3 separate regions of the Danio rerio genome follow, and regions 1 and 2 are each linked to region 3. Evidence: chromatin contacts called from public Hi-C data. All regions are on one chromosome and are shown on one strand. The core of a region is the stretch at or near the end of the contact, and the rest is flanking DNA. Distances in the headings are between cores, read along the strand shown. Region 1 overlaps rapgef3 (Rap guanine nucleotide exchange factor (GEF) 3). Region 2 overlaps itga5 (integrin, alpha 5 (fibronectin receptor, alpha polypeptide)). Region 3 has its middle 31 kb from the start of csrnp2.

Region 1 (3,249 bases), core at 158-2,657, 240 kb after region 3:
ATGTCATTTATTTATACGTTTATTTTCACCTTTTTAACCATTTGTTGGATTCCTGATATTTTAATACTTCATAATAAGTTTTTCTTTTACTTATGTTATATATATATATATATATATATATATATATATATATATATATATATATATATATATATATATATATATATATATATATTTATATATATGTATATATATATATATTTTTTTTTATTTAAGTCTTTTTATTTAATGTTATTTATTTGATGTTTTTCATTCTGTAGTTCAAACAAAACCCAATAAATATATTTTGAAAAAAAAAAAAAAAAAACTAAAGACATTTTAAAGATCCAGGGAAATTAAAACAACATTTGTAGATGTTAGTATCAGTATGTTAGTCTTCAATAATATTTATAAGCCAGTGTGGTACAAAACAATGACTAAATTTGTATCTAGAAGATATAAAACTAATTTAAACATGAATTCCACCTAAATGCATCAACATTTTTTTTTCACGTCACCTCACACTTTACCTGATTTTCATCATATCTAGACCAATCAAATACTCTAGTATCTGACAAGCCCCGCCCCCTTCAAAACGCTTCTCATTTGCTTTTCATTTGATGCGCTTGATTTCAACTGGCAAAATTGTGAGAAAAACAAAATGGTAATGGCTGTTTTTTAAAGGGCAGGAGCTACTCTTTATCCCGCCCTCTTTGTTTTTCAGTTGAGATTATGTCAAACTTTAAATAAAAATGCACATTTCAAAGCACTTTAGAGGACCTTTAAAGACTTAAACAACAATAACATTGCTGGGCTGGGCTGGCCTTACCTGTTTTGTTTTAATGCGGCCAAATTTATGACTCCATTGTTGTTAGATTTTATCTGTGATTTGAAACTGTAATGGCACCTTGGAGATTTCATTCTTTCTCCACTCAAACAGACAGGATCTAAAGTTGCATGACTAGAAAATAGCTCCAGGGGGGCGTTACCATGATGACCAAGTGAACCAACTTGATCCACTAAGGACACACGCTATAGCATTGCTCTATAACTGTTTATAACCCTGTTTATTAAAAAAAAAAAAACCTCTTCAGTGCTTAAAATGCCCAAATTCAACCTCTTTCTCCTCATAACTCAGTTTTTATGAGGCATTATCAGACTCTGTTCCCATGGCAGGTGTTTCTCCACATTAACTGACTAATGCTGTCAGGCATTAAGAAGCATATCCTGCTATTTATGGCCTTTCCCTGATAATGTATCTTTATTGGTTTTCTGAAAACTAATCTCACAGTTTTTCTCCTGCATGAACAATCATAATGGCTCATGGTTATTAACATAATACTTCAGCGCCCTTTCCTGCTCCCTTCAGGATACTTCTGTCATCATTTAGTCACTCTAATGTCATTCAAAGCCTCTATAGTATTCTGCTAAATGACACCAGTGTGAGTAAAATATCTCCTTCGCTGTTCCACAGAAGTCATCCAGGTTTAAGGCAGCATGCGAGTGAGTAAATGATGACAGCTTTTTACTATTTCTATAACCACAACACTATGCCACACCACCCAGGGAGCTAAAGCAGCAGACGCCCACAGAAAACCCATCAGCTTTGAGTCAACACTGCCAACATTGAAAGCTGATTTATGAGTTCTCATAAAGATCTTAAAGAAATAGGGTCATTTAATAAGTCCCTTAGAGTCAAACTTTTGAGTTTTACCATATTTGAATGTATTCAGCTGATATTCAGGTTTGCCAGGAGTACTTTTGGGTTAGCTTAGGATAAATAGGAATACACTATTAGCATCTTACTCACTTACTCAAAAAAATAAAAAATAAATAAAAAAGCTTGACTTCTTTAGTTACACCATTCTGGAGTAATAATCAAGGACTTTGCTGCTGTGCCATAGCTGCACCAGGCACAATGATATCATGCAACACCTGAAAACAGTTCCCAGCTAGATAATTATGTGACAGCAGGGTAATATCATTGCGCAGCCATGGTACGGCAGCAAAGTCCCTTGATTATTACGCTGGAATGAGAGGATAGATAGATAGATAGATAGATATAGATAGATAGATAGATAGATAGATAGATAGATAGATAGATAGATAGATAGATAGATAGATAGATAGATAGATAGATAGATAGATAGATAGATAGATAGATAGATAGATAGATAGATAGATAGATAGATAGATAGATAGATAGATAGATAGATAGATAGATAGATAGATAGATAGATAGATAGATAGATAGATAGATAGATAGATAGATAGATAGATAGATAGATAGATAGATAGATAGATAGATAGATAGATAGATAGATAGATAGATAGATAGATAGATAGATAGATAGATAGATAGATAGATAGATAGATAGATAGATAGATAGATAGATAGATAGATAGATAGATAGATAGATAGATAGATAGATAGATAGATAGATAGATAGATAGATAGATAGATAGATAGATAGATAGATAGATAGAACTTTGGGCTCGAGGATCTTATGAGCTCAGGGCTCTTTGCTGGGACAGCTTGCCAAATACGCTTTGTAATCAATCATCAGCTAAGTGTGAACTCTTGAAATAAAGCAGATAGTCCCTTTAAGGTACGTGTATAAGTTGTTTAAAAAAACAGATGTTTTTTTCTCAGCGTTTTTCCTGCTTGGTTTACTTTCGGTGGAAAAAATGGACAGTAAAAATGGTTGGATGATTCTCAGGTGGTTAGGTTCACTGCATCCTCATGCTTGATTAAACTTAGTATAAGGTTGGCCAGCGTGGAGATCTCTCCACCCTGTGGCTCTGTTGACTGAGTAAACTGTGTAGAGTGAAACTGCAGCCGTCTGGATCACATGCTCCAGTACAGAAAATACACAGAGATATTGACTCAGAGGTGCTGGGAAGTATCTGAGATCACCTGATCATGAAATATGATCAATCAAAATAATTCAGGATAGACAGATTGTTACATAAGGAAGATAAATATAGATGGATGATAGACAAATGAAGAGATAGATGATGCATGGATGGCTATAGATGCTTAGACAGAAATGTATATGATCGACAAATGAAAATATGTAGATATGTAGATGATGGATACAAACTAAGATGATGTAATAATAGATGGGTGGGGGAAATACTGATACATATTGCAATATTTCTGCAGTCCACACTACAGTAAATGGTGGTATTGTTTTTTTTTATGTATTTTTTTTCCAGTGGATCACCTTGAAGTTATTAAAATAAAGATGTCAGCATTATGAAAAGGGA
Region 2 (3,800 bases), core at 1,216-3,715, 170 kb after region 3:
AATGAAAGAGGGCTTTGTCGCCTGTTGCGCTTAGTCAGCCATGTTTATCATCTCCTGCTTGATGACGTGCTCCTTTAGGGCTGTTTTGTGCTCATTTTGGTGTATTTCTGTTGACGTTGAACAGTGCAGGTGTGTTTTTGAAGTTCAAGCCTGTTTCAGATCTGTCAGCTGAGATGAAGGGATGGTAAATTAAAATCCAAGGTGTTTTATGCTTTATTGATGTCTGTGTAGCTGTGAATCGAGTCTTGGCAATGTGCTTGAAGAAAACTGCACATATAATATAATGCAATGTATTTTTTTTGTACCTCATTGGAAATAATTTTTTTATATATATATATATATTTGCCATTTATATATAGTAAATTTACTATAATTAGAATTACTTTTGCATCTATAATATAATATAATATAATATAATATAATATAATATAATATAATATAATATAATATAATATAATATACACTTCCTGACAAAAGTTTTGTCATCGATCACAGTTGTAAGAGCAACAAATAATTACCTGACTTCTAGTTGATCATTTGTAAAAGTGGCAGAAGGTCGGTTTTTTAGATGAATCGTTTGTTGAACTGCATCACAATCATTAAAAATACTGCAGAAGACCTATTGGAACCCGCATGGACCCAAAATTCTCAAAGAAATCAGTCAAGTTTGGTGAAGGAAAAATCATGATTTGGTGTTACGTTCAGTATGGGGGCGTGCGAGAGATCTGCAGAGTGGATGGCAACATCAACAGCCTGGGGTATCAAGACATTTGTGCTTCCCATTACATTACAAACCACAGGAGGGGCAAATTCTTTAGCAGGATAGTGCTCCTTCTCATAATTCAAGCAAAGAAGGTCAAGCTGCTCCAGGATTGGCCAGCCCAGTTACCAAACATGAACATTATTGAGCATGTCTGGGGTAAAATAAAGGAGGAGGCATTGAAGATGAATCCAAAGAATCTTGATAACTCTGGGAGTCCTGCAAGAACGCTTTCTTTGCCATTCCAGATGTCCTGAACACATGTTATTAGTATTAGCAAGTAATTATTAGCCGCTTGATCATGGTTCAAACAAAACTTATTGCAGACCTCAAAAGTTGAGCAAATCCATTCACTGTTAAATAAATATAGTTGCATGTTCAGTGATCGTTTTCCCCCCTCCTAATGTAACTAGTGTCATGCCACAGGGATCTGATGATGAATGTGGTAATGTACAGCCTGTAAAATCCAGGGAGCTGAATGTTATTGCGTTGGTGGGACGGAATTTGTCTTTAGGCGACTGTAGTCAGGATTTTACAGTCCTGTGACTCTACCAGTGAATTGCCACTAATTTAAAGCAGTCGATGTACAATACGCTAACATTGGGCTCTTTGTCAATGCCGATGGCTTGTGACGCTAATGTCTGTCTCATGGTCCATCTTTCCCTACGAATCCTCATATTGGTAATTATAGTTGGGTTTTTTAATTAGAGCTCATGTCGCAAATGACAGCCAGGCATGCTTTTATGGTGAATTTATTTATTTCAGTCCTGGAAATGCAATTTTTATGCTGTTGCTACGTTTCAGTGGCATTTGTTTATTTGAATAACAGCTCTCATGAAGGGTTTACAGTGGCTTCTGACAGGAACTAAAAATGCTGTGTGATGAAATACACTCGGCTCCACACAATACCTTCATATTGTCTCAACACAAATTGATTAAGTTAATAGTTTTTACAAATTTAAGTGGATTGAACATAAAACAATTAAGTTATTAAGAATTATTGTGTTTTAGCTCATTTTAAATAACAAACAAGCAGCAATAACATAGAAAACTTCATTATAATCATTATAAATTCCAAAATAGTTTGAATGTTTGGTAAAAATGCAGGAAAAATCTGTGATTTTGTTTGTTTTCTTTACCCTAAAATATTTCTCTTTCTTTTTGACTGAAAAAATAAAATAAGCAAAAGCAAATTTTGAAATTGATGTTACTCCGTTGTATCTCCTTGTCTGTTGTTTTAGTCTTGCTCCAGTGTGGACTGTTGGACTCTGATGTGTAATGTTGGCCTGTTGGAGCGAGGGACGAGTGCCATACTTCATGTTCGCTCACGAATTTGGGCTGAAACGTTTATGGAGGTGAGCAGAAAGTGTTGTCTCTTGAAATGATTACTAATAGTGCACTGAAAACAAAATGATGGATGCTTTTACAGTCAAATTTTATACTCTGAAATCTCAAATAAGACCCCTCTCCAAGTCCACCTCAATGATTGAACAGATTAAAAATTTAGTGTATAGTGTGGTTATTTCCTGATATATTTTGTAGGTAGTAATGTAGATTTGGTGGTGTCTGTTTAACTCAAGTTGAAGAGAATCAGATGGTGTGTAAACAGGAGCTCTTTTGAGAGACTCCTTACATGCAGCTCCAGCCAATGCAAAGTTTATAAGCCAGTGCATTGAAAATACATTAAGAGAAGTCCTGAGAGCTCAGCGCATTGGAATGTCAGAAAATGTTGGGATCCAGTGAAGCAATACTGCCACCATCTGGATGCGACTAGGACTGTTACATTAAAAATTAAATTTAGTAGAGAATGAAATGAATGCTGAACAGCGTTGTTTACAGTAACTGTTTTAGATGTACTTAAGATCATTTATAATTTTATATTTAGTTTGGTATCCTTTTCTTTTAAACGTCAATGTTTTAGCCACTATAATGCCTTTGCTGCAGACACGCCATTAATAAATTATGATATTGTTGATCTTATTCATAACATATAATTGTGCTTTCCGTGATTTATTTACAGAACACTTATAAAAACTTTATTCTGGAGTGCCATGCTAGTTACAAAGTGGAAAAGATGCCATATGCCATTTTGCCTAAGGTGACTCCTAGTGGCTCTAAAAAGGTAAACTTCGGTCATTTTATATATTTTTATCAAATCTAATTCATGTTCATTATTAGACAGAATGTATTTAGTTGTAAAAATGCTCTGCTGATGTTTGTGTGAACTGCAGATGGTGACTCCTGTGGTGTGGAATAAGCCGGACAGTTCGTACGCTGTTCCTCTGTGGATCATCATTCTGGCGATTCTAGCTGGTCTTCTGCTGCTCGCGCTGCTCATCTACGTCCTCTACAAGGTCAGCATCTGCCGATTTCATTTCTAGCTGTGGTCAAGAATTCAGGTTGTTGGACTTTGTTGTAACTAAGCATTTTCTTTTTAATCTTAAAGCCTTGTAACCACATGTACTTGTTTTAAGAAAACTAAATCATACCTTTCTTTCTAGAGTAGGTTGTTGCTAATTGTAAACCAATTCTTATCCATTTTTTTTTCCAAACCTGGCTATTAAGCAAGATAGTAAGGAATTTTAACTAAATATTATACTTAAAAGGTCCCGTGAAGTGCTTTTAAATGTATATTTTTATTCGTTGTTTATCGCAATCTCAACCAAAACATGAAGAGAGGGTGAAGTGTACTGAGGGATATAGAGTAGCTCCTCCCTTAAAAAAAAACAAAAAAATACAGCCAATCGTGTTTTGTTTTATCACCACTCTGCCAATGAGTGAGGTTGAGCACAAGCGCATCAAATGTGGAGCCTCTTGTAGAGGGCGGGGCATGTCAGATACTAGAGAGCATTTGATTGGTCAAGGTTTGATGGGGAAACTGAAGTATGAGGTGACGTAAATAAAACTGTTGATCCATTCAGCATTAGTGACAAACTACAAGCTTTACATGTGTATATCAATTTTATATCTCATAAACTTGAATTTTGTTACTATTTCAGTGCGCACAAGCTTACAGATAACCTATAATAGAAAAACTATT
Region 3 (3,492 bases), core at 187-2,686:
GCCACATTGAATTACGGTACATGATTTTACCAGGTCTGGCTTCCATACAAGGGCCAAATATGGACCATATCTGGGCCAAGTCTCAGCCAAGTTAATAACCCATAACTGGACCTGAACTGGGCCAGAATAGTTGGTGTGTCACGACTGCAATGACTGATTTCGCTTTATGACCACACTTTTGCTTTATGGACACACCCGACTGGAAGATTTTTTTCTTTACTCAAAATAATTTAAATGTATTTTAAATGTGGGTCAAGACAGGCCAAACTTACATGGTCCAAATATACATTTTTAACATCTGGGCCAAATACTACATTTGACATCTGGCCCAAATCTTATGTGCCGCCTTAAAGACGGTGCCACCTCTGTAAAACCCGGGCCATGATTGGCACACATGCAGTATGCCAGTGCCAGATGAATGCCTGCTGTGTCAGCTTTATGCCAAATCTGGGCCAGAATTCTTTGCTACCTGGGATACTACAGAAACTAGCATTTACATCAAAGTGTAATTTCACAAGCTAATAAGTGTGCTACAAATATTTCTTATATTGTAGGCCTGCCTATCTGTTCACCAGTTTTATGATTGCAGTAGGCTTACTGAAAAGTAAACAAGTGGTGTACTCAATGTTCATTACTGTTACATGTGTAATAACTTAGTCCCAATTAGTATAATACATGTACTTTACCAAAAACTGTCAATTCTGTCATGATTTATTTACCCTTAGGGCCTACTCGCACTATGCTATCCGAACCATGCTCAGGCCCGTTTTCTGGATCGTTTGAGGAGTGTGAGTGCTCTGAATCGGGCTCAGGCATGGTTCACTTGGCCGGCCCTGGCCCGGTTGGAAGAGGTGTGCCTGAGCATGGTTCACTTGGGCTTTGGCGTGGTATGCTTGTGTGTGAGTGCAAAACGCGCCAGAGCCCGAAACTGAAAGCAAGACGGGACTTTTAAGGGACTGTTTCATTTGGATTTATGAATCATTCTTACTGTTCAATGAGCGCAAACTGTCGTAGGTTATTAAAGACCCAAACCCCTCTCTAGGCACGAAAGCTGCGCACCATCAGCAAACCTAATTTTTTGCCGCACAAGGACTTGAACTTTGAAAACTGGACTGACAGTTTCAATTTACTAGAACTTCTATGTAAAGCTGCTTTGACACAATCTACATTGTAAAAGTGCTGTAGAGATAAAGATGAATTGAATTGAATGTTTTGAATAATGCTGAAGATGTGTAATCTTTGTCGTCCAGTATGAGTTTTCCTTTAGGTTACCGGTTTCTAACACTCTTCTACTAACAAAATATCTGCTTTTGTGTCCCACAGAAGAAAGGAGGTCTAACTATCTAACTATCCCTTTAATTCCTCACACACAGTGCAAGTAAAATCAACATTTAAGTGATCCGTTCCACCAGAGGGCGACAGAGGGCCATGAATGAAGCAGAAGCACTCCTGATCCTGGCAGATGTTTAGTTAGCAGGCTCACATCCAGGGAAAACCTGCCGTCTTCCTCAGACATAAACCTTGTGCTGCATGAGGAGATGACATTTTCTGTCTTGTTCACTGTTTGCCCTTGTTCATTGCAACTGAACCAAAAACAACCCACAGTAGATCTGGAATATGTACTTGCAGATCAACTGCAGACCTATTACTGCTGAATACAAGTAGGCTATCTTGAAAAAAATATCTATTTATATTATTAATTGTCATCATTGCAAAAAGAAAAGAAATTGTTTATTAGAAATTAGTTATTAAAACTATTAAGTTTAGAAATGTGTTAAAAAATGTCTCTGTTAAACAGAAATAATCAGGAGAGCTATTGATTCTGACTTCAACTGTATATATAGTATACAGCTATTGGAAATATACTGAAAACACAGATTCATGGCAATTATTTATGTGTTTGCATCAAAACTAATTTGTTTTATTTAGTAAATCTACATTTTCTTTCAACTTTCAAATAAAAGTTGTCATTTAGAACATTTTTAGACAATACAATACCAATGTTTTAAGTTAAGAAATCAATATTCCATGGAAATCCCTGATTAAAAATACATACACACACACAAAAAAAGATCTAACCTTTTTCTTTATCTTTAAACTAGAACAAAAAATATATTAACATTTTACTCAGACCATACAAAATAAATCCAATGAAATCAAAATTTTCAAGGGCTCTCTTAATTTAAAACAACAACGACAACAACAAAATATTGCATTTAATTATGGCAAATATCTGGCCTGCCAAGCCATCCGACACCTCATTATATGCAGTCATCTTCAGTTTATTCACACCCCAGATGCCTGAATCAGCCTGTCTTTCAGCTTAGTGTTCTCACTTTCAATCATTTATCACTTTAATGCTCGCACAAGATTGTTTTTGGTTTGAAAAAGTGAGCGATGATGATAGCATCACAGACATGCTGTGAAACCATACAGACCTTTCAATAAGCACATGAACGTCTCTAATGTTCCATAGAGTCATTGAGAATGACAGAGGAAGGGATGGCCTGAGGAAACGTCCTGACATCCTGGTGAAGAATTGCATTTGGGAAAAGACAAGGCTTATTTAAGGCTCTATATGGCTTGTTGAACAATAAGCACTTTTACTTTTAACATTTAATTTAGGAAAGGGTAGATCAAGGGTGGCGTTAAAGGGATAGTTCACCTGAAAAATTAAAATTGGCTCAGTATTTACTCACCTTAAAGTGGTTATAAATCTTTATAGTTTCTTTTTTCTGTTGAAAACCAAGGAAAATGGGTGACATGGTGGCTAAGTGGTTAGCACTGACGCCTCACAGCAAGGTCACTGGTTCGAGTCCCGGCATGGGTCAGTTAGCATTTCTGTGTGGAGTTTGCATGTTCTCCCCATGTTGGTGTGGGTTTCCTCCGGGTGCTCCGGTTTCCCCCACAGTCCAAAGACATAGGCTATAGATGAATTGGGTTAGCTAAATTGGCTGTAGTGTATGAGTGTGTGTGTGTGTGTGAATGTGTGTGTGTGTGAATGCGAGAGTGTATGGATGTTTCCTAGTACTGTGTTGGGGTTGTAAAGGTATCCTCTGCATAAAACATATGCTGGAATAATTTGCGATTCATTCCGCTGTGGCGACCCCTGATAAATCAGAGACTAAGCGAAGGAAAGTTAATGAATGAGTGAATGAACCCTATCAAACTGGTGTCTGTTGATGATGTTAAACATAACAATGCATCTGTTTTGATGACTGGTCATTTTCCTGTATCCCCTCTGTGAGAGGAAGCAGCTTGGTGGGTACCGTGACCAAATGCCTCTTTGTCCCAAGGGTGCTTGTGTTCTGTTCCTGTACACTTTGACTGTGGAAAACATTGCCGCATGCTGCCTAAAATGTGATGTTGTCCTTAAAGGATTAACTCTGCCACTGTTGTATGCTTTTAACTGATGCTTTTGTTGGGGTTTTACAAAGCAAATGCACTTGAAAAACTCATACAACTTGGTTAAAACAATGAATGAATTTAAAG

What was found. Hi-C and Micro-C count contacts between places; a contact is called where the count stands out from the background.
Region 1: a Hi-C map of an unstated tissue shows a contact between it and region 3, with 2.6 times the contacts expected there. The contact joins two enhancer-like sites. A contact is called at or near these places in 2 of 18 Hi-C or Micro-C datasets (caudal fin and an unstated tissue).
Region 2: a contact with region 3 is called in a Hi-C map of an unstated tissue, with 8 times the contacts expected there. The contact joins two enhancer-like sites. A contact is called at or near these places in 9 of 18 Hi-C or Micro-C datasets (caudal fin, embryo, fibroblasts and 2 more) and 1 of 4 datasets of contacts at active chromatin or transcription factors (caudal fin).

What each region holds. Positions count from the first base shown.
Region 1 is chr23:36,343,254-36,346,502 of GRCz12tu, reverse strand. All of the region lies in intron 2 of rapgef3 (Rap guanine nucleotide exchange factor (GEF) 3), which reads right to left. The region is part of intron 7 of LOC137489139 (a long non-coding RNA gene); the gene reads left to right. Among named protein-coding and RNA genes, the nearest start is that of rapgef3, 20 kb to the right of the region's middle. Within about 2 kb of position 1,407, at least 3 of the 62 cell types and tissues checked have an H3K27ac peak or open chromatin away from gene starts, as enhancers often do.
Region 2 is chr23:36,408,431-36,412,230 of GRCz12tu, reverse strand. It overlaps itga5 (integrin, alpha 5 (fibronectin receptor, alpha polypeptide)), which reads left to right. Exons shown (of 30, transcript NM_001004288.2): 27 at 2,002-2,115; 28 at 2,781-2,882; 29 at 2,992-3,114. Among named protein-coding and RNA genes, the nearest start is that of rapgef3, 86 kb to the right of the region's middle. Within about 2 kb of position 2,465, at least 6 of the 62 cell types and tissues checked have an H3K27ac peak or open chromatin away from gene starts, as enhancers often do.
Region 3 is chr23:36,580,480-36,583,971 of GRCz12tu, reverse strand. No RefSeq gene overlaps it. Among named protein-coding and RNA genes, the nearest start is that of csrnp2, 31 kb to the left of the region's middle. Within about 2 kb of position 1,436, at least 4 of the 62 cell types and tissues checked have an H3K27ac peak or open chromatin away from gene starts, as enhancers often do.